Regions from separate parts of the Danio rerio genome. Here region 1 is linked to region 2. Evidence: chromatin contacts called from public HiCAR-type data. All regions are on one chromosome and are shown on one strand. The core of a region is the stretch at or near the end of the contact, and the rest is flanking DNA. Distances in the headings are between cores, read along the strand shown. Region 1 holds the start of ptenb (phosphatase and tensin homolog B). Region 2 holds the start of stambpl1 (STAM binding protein-like 1).

Region 1 (3,473 bases), core at 834-3,333, 270 kb after region 2:
CTGACAGTGTGTTTTAAACGCAATAAGTGCATTGCATGATGCAATGCAATGGGTCAATATAGTGACCCACACACCATCTGAGCAGGCTGGGGCAAATCAATGTCCATGCGATCAATTCATTTACAGGATGGCTCATGTAATACACTAGACCTTGTTCAATGTATGCATATGCTAAAAATTGAACGATTATCAAAACATGCAAAGGCATGGCATACTCTTAATGCTATTGAAAAGTGAATTTATTGCTCATCTTGAATGTATTGATCCTGCCCTCTATCTATCCTTCTAGTCTTTGTTAATGTCTTATATATAAATATTATTCTTATATATAAATTAATCTTATATGCGAGTTTATATTACAGAACAGCTAAGAGTTATATAAAAGGACAATGGACTGTAGATAAACATCAGACTTGGCGGTAAAGCTCCATCAAAAGGATCTTCAATAACACTGAAACCTGCTGAAATAAAACCAGACCTCTCGTGCTTTAACACTTCATCAACCAGGATATAAAGCTACTGCCTGAAAGCAACGATCACAAGCCAAATAACGTATATGCATACAATACCTGTGCTTGAAATTGTCAAATGACGTTGACATATTGCACAAACGGGGGAACAAACGTCAATGACGCTTCTAATATAAAGCGCTGCACTGCACGAATCCCTTCCTGCGATTACAAAAAGGCATATTTCACATACTAAAGCATTTCCTTTTGTTCGCCTGCGTGTGAACGGACTTGTTTTTTTTTTTTTTTTTGGTCAATCAAAACTACAAGTTGAGCGCAAGCATCTATTTTCTGCGAGCAGCTGATGCAATGCTCTTTGTGTGACACTGCTTGTGCATTTCATCTAATCCATCGCATTATATAAACCTGCGACGCGTCTTTTGTTATTAACCCCCAAACTGTCTTGATCTGAAATGTAAACATTTTGGGAGTTAGATTGCAGATTAGCGGTCAATCGATAGATCAGATTACGTAAAATGAGGAAAATGACATTTTATGACCTCACTGGAGTTGCTTATATTGTAGTCGTCACATGTAACTTGCAGACAAGCCTAAAATAACCGTATAAATGAAACGACGGCTCGATAACGTGGATAAATTAACAACTGACATTAATCTAAACGGCGTTGAGCTGATGCAGGAACAGAAACCAACTGATCTAGATCACATCATGTACAATCGGGGACTCAGTCAATAGTTCCTATAAAAAGGGAAAAGCAAAAAATGTAAATAAATGCTCATAGCTTTTTATATTCGGACGGGACGTCAGAGATTTCTTGATTTGGAACAAGATGCAAGCCGTTACCTTCATTGCCGACACTGGTTTCAACACAATAGACAGAACAGGGACATTTGATTGATCAAAGAGGATACATGTCAAGTCCAAGTCGAACCCGTCTTCTTGGTATCTCCTTTTATTTCTACTGACAAATTCCTTTATGATCGCAGCCATGGCTGTGACAGGAGTCTTTAGGGTTTTTAGTGTGAGAGAGAGTATTGTTGCTTTCGGACGGTCGGTCGTCTTTATGCTCTGCTCGTTTCGCAGTCCCCCAGCTAGCTAGAATGGAGTCTGCTGTGGCTCACTCATCAAGGGCCTCGCTCCAAACCACCACAGGCCCGGCTTCCAAAATGCCCTCCTCGGCTCAGACGAGCCCTGGGTGAAAAGATAAGCAACTTCCCACGTCTGGAACTGCAGAATCTCTAGTGCACGACAAGTCTCTGGTCGCACCGAAGCCGCCGTGATTGAGCGGAAAGGCGGAGAGAAAATCCTCTCCGGTGCTTCCACTTGAAGATCGGTCGTCAGAGCCCCGCTCGCACTCAGCTCGCGCTCCGTCTAGCCTCAACGGCTAACGCGCTAGCCCGTCTACACATCCTTAGAAAATAAAAGCCATTAAACTCTACGACAATCCGCGATGACCAGGTTCCAACACATGAAACAAAATGTGACAGCCTCCACCAAGAAATGAAAAACTCGATATTTAAATGTGGCGTAAGAGACACCTCCGGTTCTGTCCTTATCCTCCACTGCTCCACTGCCTGTTACACTCTCAAACTTCCATCATGGCTTCCCATTGAAAAAAGATGACGTTCGGACGACATATTCATCCGCATTGGCAAATAGTTCTACGGCTATTTCATTTTATGTCAACAACAAATATGTTTTTGCATCCTAGTATATAAATATACTTATTTTAAAGCATTCTTGTTGAGCTGACATGGCGTTAAATTAAGTAATATATCAACTATCTAATGTTAGGGTTACTGCGAGCGCACTAATACACAGTCGGACTACGTTTTGTTCCACGGTCACGTGTCTACAGAAATGAGCCAAGTTCCAATATTTTATATCAGATTTCAAGTCAGTTATGTAGGTGTTCCGCTCCAACATTGTCGTTTCCTTTTATGAAACAAACTCTAATTGGCTTGCCACACAATAACTGAAAGGTACAACCTACGTTTATTTTAGTCCCACTTCTGAACACGGAGAAAATATCAGAATGCACGTAAGTTATGTACCCCTCTCACCAGTGCCTCGACTACCCTGCAGGAAATTACTGAAATGCTTACGCCAGCAGAAAAGTAAGTTACTGCACAGAGGCACAATCATATTACCAGATACCTGTACATTAAATTATAGAAATTAATTGCGCCCACCTGTGATGCTAATTGTATTTAATTATGTATTTGTGTTATAGGCGTGTTCTGTTACGTTTGCTCAGATGTGGATTTTGCCCCAAGGACGAAACGGAGGTGGAAAGTTCTAGCTGCGTTTCAGACAGCAAATCCTTATTGTAGAGCGCCATCTGTCAGAATATTCTAGAATAAAGCTCGTATGCTACAAGACCAGTGGTGCCTAAACATTTTCGTAAGAAGGGCCTAAAACCAAACATCACTGAGAGCCGTGGCCGATGGTAAATATACCAAACTACATTACATTAAAGTTGCCATGAGTGATTTGTTTCATAATATTTCCAAATAATTGTTACTTTGTGTACAAAATAAATGTTACATTAAATTGTATTAACTAATGCAGTATACATTTTTAAAAGAAAACATTATTGCAATAAAACTTAAATGAATATGAATACAGAAGTCAAGCACAATTTGCCTTTGATTTGATTTGCTCACCAAAATCTCTGCATTGCCGGGTGACAGTATGCACATTTAAACAAAATCTGAGTAATTTACACCATTTAATTGAAACATTCAATTTCAGTTAGGCTTTAACAATAAAACAAATAAACAAACAAACAAAGGGTTACATTTAATTTTAAATGACAATCTCAGAACCCTCCTCAATTCTCCCTTTCTTCTCAAATGGGTTGGCGAGACAAATCAAAGGTTACCATGGGCCAACATTAGCCAGCACAGCAGGTCCTACTTTGGAGATCTAAATGCATCAACTTTCTTGTTTTTAATAAATAAATAAAAAATGTGTTTATAACTTTGATATCTCGTTAAAAG
Region 2 (3,124 bases), core at 283-2,782:
CCTTTAAGAGTAACATTGAGGATTGCTTACTGTAAAACTTTTATTTTAGAGATGCTACATTTCTGAAGTATTTATTTAGTATTTCTTAGTATACATTCTCAGAATTGTTATATTCTCTCTGTCTCCTTTTTTTCACACTGAAATGGGAAAGAAGGCTGTTATGTATATGCTGGTCCATCTGGATTTTCATCTGGTTGGAATTTTCTTCAGTCTAAATTGAAAATACAAAAATTGGTGCCTTTTGATTGGAAAAATTACTGAGCAAATAGAGGGTGATTATATGATTTGCATTTGCTTTAATTGTTCCTAATGTAGTTTGTCCTGTAAAGTCTGTAAACTTTGTCTTGCTGCTCCTTTTGTGCAAGGACACTTCTCAGAAAAAGATTATTGATTTCAGTATTTGGGTACTTTCTGTTTAAATAAAGGTTAAATAAAATTGTACAAATTACAGTTTAACAAAAGTACTAGTTAAAATTTATTATTATTATTTTTTATTTATTAACTCAAATGTTAACTCAAATAGAAAATCCAAAGAAAGTGGAAGTTTTAAGTGCTCTTTTGTATACAAATATTGTTTGTTTAGAATTGAGTTTAAAAAAATAAAACCAAATAATAATTAGATTTTCTGTTACAAAGACATGTTTAATATATCATTGTTGTTTTTCTGTTTTTGACATTATTTTCATAATTTGTAGAATAATGTCATCTTGTTAAGAAAAAGTTAACGCATTTCCACCAATAATTCAAATTGGATTATTGATTACTCGCCCCATATCTTTTCCCCATATCCCTGAGACATTCATTTATCTTTACAACACAAATTAAGATTTATTTTAGCTGAATCTCCAAAAAGTGTTTTAAGAAATATTATTTAGCTGTAAATCATGCTTAGCTATCTTACTACACTAGAGAGAAAAGTATGAGAGTTAACTGGTTAGTAACTAATAATGCAAAAGTGTACCTCTTGCCATTTTAAATTACCTTTGAGGTATTAATATAGATAATTTAATTAAAAAAATCTACATTTTATGTACCGCCCAGTGTCAGCTCTTGTACCTTTATTTAAGTGAATAAATGTAGGAGTAGTGTCTGTGGAGTGAATAAATGGAATTATAGGCCACTGACTACAGATGAAAAAAAGGACATAGACACCCAAAAGAGCTATATTTTTGTCTTTGCTCTGTTGCACTTAAGCATATTCACTTGACATATCTTTTTAACCTTTTTAACATTTTTTGTTGTGGTGGTTGTTTATTTTCCAAATATTTTTTTATTAATCAAAGCTTTGTATTTCTCTGTGACAAATGACTCTAATGATGCTGTCCTGTGATGTCCCAATCTAAAAGCCGAGAATTATTCTAGCCTACATAATGTAGATCAGTACTCACGCGTATCTCCGTTTTAAACTCTTACATGTAAAAATGTTACTTCTCCTGCTAAAGATGACTCAGTAAATTTATTCTGGATTTCTCGAGTTCGACGGGAAATGAGTCTATCGTCTCTCGTAGCGGATGAATCCACCGTCCCCTACACACCTGAACTGAACTGATTGCGTCATTATAGCTTATGCGTCATCGTTACGCCCTCAACCTTATCACCTGAATCACTGGTACCGCTCGCAGCAGGTACAAAGCAAATTAGCGAAGGGCTGTTAGTTTTATATCTTCAAACTTCAGATAAAGGATTTGTAAGTTTCGTTTTGCTTCAGGGACAGAGGAAGACAAATGGGGATCTTGTACTCAGAGGTAACGTGACTTACAGCTTGTTTTGAAACTTAATCTTCCTGTTTTGGACTGGAAAAGACTTGGTTATTGTAACATGTTCTGGTCGTGTAAATGTAAATTAAGACAAGAGATTAGGACAATCTCTTACGATTTAATGAGTTTTCCTCTTCGTACTTGAAGTTTGTCAGCGTAATGGATTAAACTGAGTATATACTTAGTCATAATTATTACTGCTACGTGTAACTGTGCAGTAACTGTCATCTCCGACAAACAGTTTAACGTTCACACTTTTATCATCAGAATTCAGAGAAGAGTCATATCTTATTTTGTTTTCTTTTTTAAAGATGTCAATTTTTACGTTTTATTATACTTTAGCAATGTTGTTAGAATTTTCATTAGTGATTTAGCATTTTTATTAGTGATTCATTAGTGAGACTTCATCTCATTCGGATACACGCTTGTGTTGGTTTACTTGCAGATAACAGAAAAATACAACACAGTTTATAGATGTGATATTTGCACTGTTTATATAGGCAAAGTAATCCACATAACGTTTATTATTTTTAACTTTAATTTTGTATTTGCAAAGGGTGTGTTTTATGTGTTGAGTAATCTGTCAAGTTTATGAAGTCACCAGACCTGTTTTGATCTTTATCACGTCTGATATTTTCAAGTTATCTTTCGTTTGACATCACATGCCTCTGGCATTAACTGAATATAGCCTATGTGCCCTCTAATTTTATTCATTCACTTTCTTTTCGACTTAGTCCCTTTATTAATCCGGGGTTGCCACAGTGGAATGAACCCCCAACTTATCCAGCACATGTTTTACGCAGCGAATGCCCTTCCAGCCGCAATCCATCACTGAGAAACATACACACTCATTCACGTATACACTATAGACAATTTAGCCTACCCAATTCACCTATACCACATGTGTTCAGACTTGTGGGGTAAACCGGAGCACCCGGAGGAAACACACGCAAACACGGGGAGAACATGCAAACTCCACACAGAAACGCCAACTGACCCAGCCGAGGCTCAAACCAGCAGCCTTCTTGCTGCGAGGCGAAAGTGCTACCGGCTCCGCCACCACACCCTCTAATTTAATGTACTTTAAGAAATTATTATACATGCTTTAATGTAATGTTGTTTCATGCTGCTTTCTTTCCATAGCCCATGTGTCAGGCAGCTTATGATGATGACATCCACAAACTGAAAGAACTCATCTCAGCTGATCCCAGGAACATAAATGCTCAAGATGAAGGAACGGGAGACACACCGATCATAGCTGCCTGTAGACGGGGCAACCTCAGGATTGTAAAATACCTGCTAGATAGCAATGCAAATGTGTCCATAAGGAATAAGGTATTGCATAAGCGTTGAGAGTGAACGCAGTT

The links. HiCAR-type assays count read pairs that join an accessible place to other places.
Region 1: a HiCAR-type map of caudal fin shows a contact between it and region 2, with 9 times the contacts expected there. The contact joins the promoter of ptenb here to the promoter of stambpl1 in region 2. A contact is called at or near these places in 3 of 18 Hi-C or Micro-C datasets (caudal fin, embryo and an unstated tissue) and 2 of 4 datasets of contacts at active chromatin or transcription factors (caudal fin and embryo).

What each region holds. Positions count from the first base shown.
Region 1 is chr12:19,019,049-19,022,521 of GRCz12tu, forward strand. It overlaps ptenb (phosphatase and tensin homolog B), which reads right to left and starts at 2,084. Exons shown (of 10, transcript NM_001423688.1): 1 at 1,383-2,084. The coding sequence starts at 1,461. It overlaps LOC141376785 (a long non-coding RNA gene), which reads left to right and starts at 2,312. Exons shown (of 3, transcript XR_012387943.1): 1 at 2,312-2,588; 2 at 2,705-2,920.
Region 2 is chr12:18,749,708-18,752,831 of GRCz12tu, forward strand. stambpl1 (STAM binding protein-like 1) reads right to left here and starts at 1,533. Exons shown (of 11, transcript XM_073918346.1): 1 at 1,414-1,533. It overlaps ankrd22 (ankyrin repeat domain 22), which reads left to right and starts at 1,594. Exons shown (of 6, transcript NM_200274.1): 1 at 1,594-1,745; 2 at 2,901-3,092. The coding sequence starts at 1,725.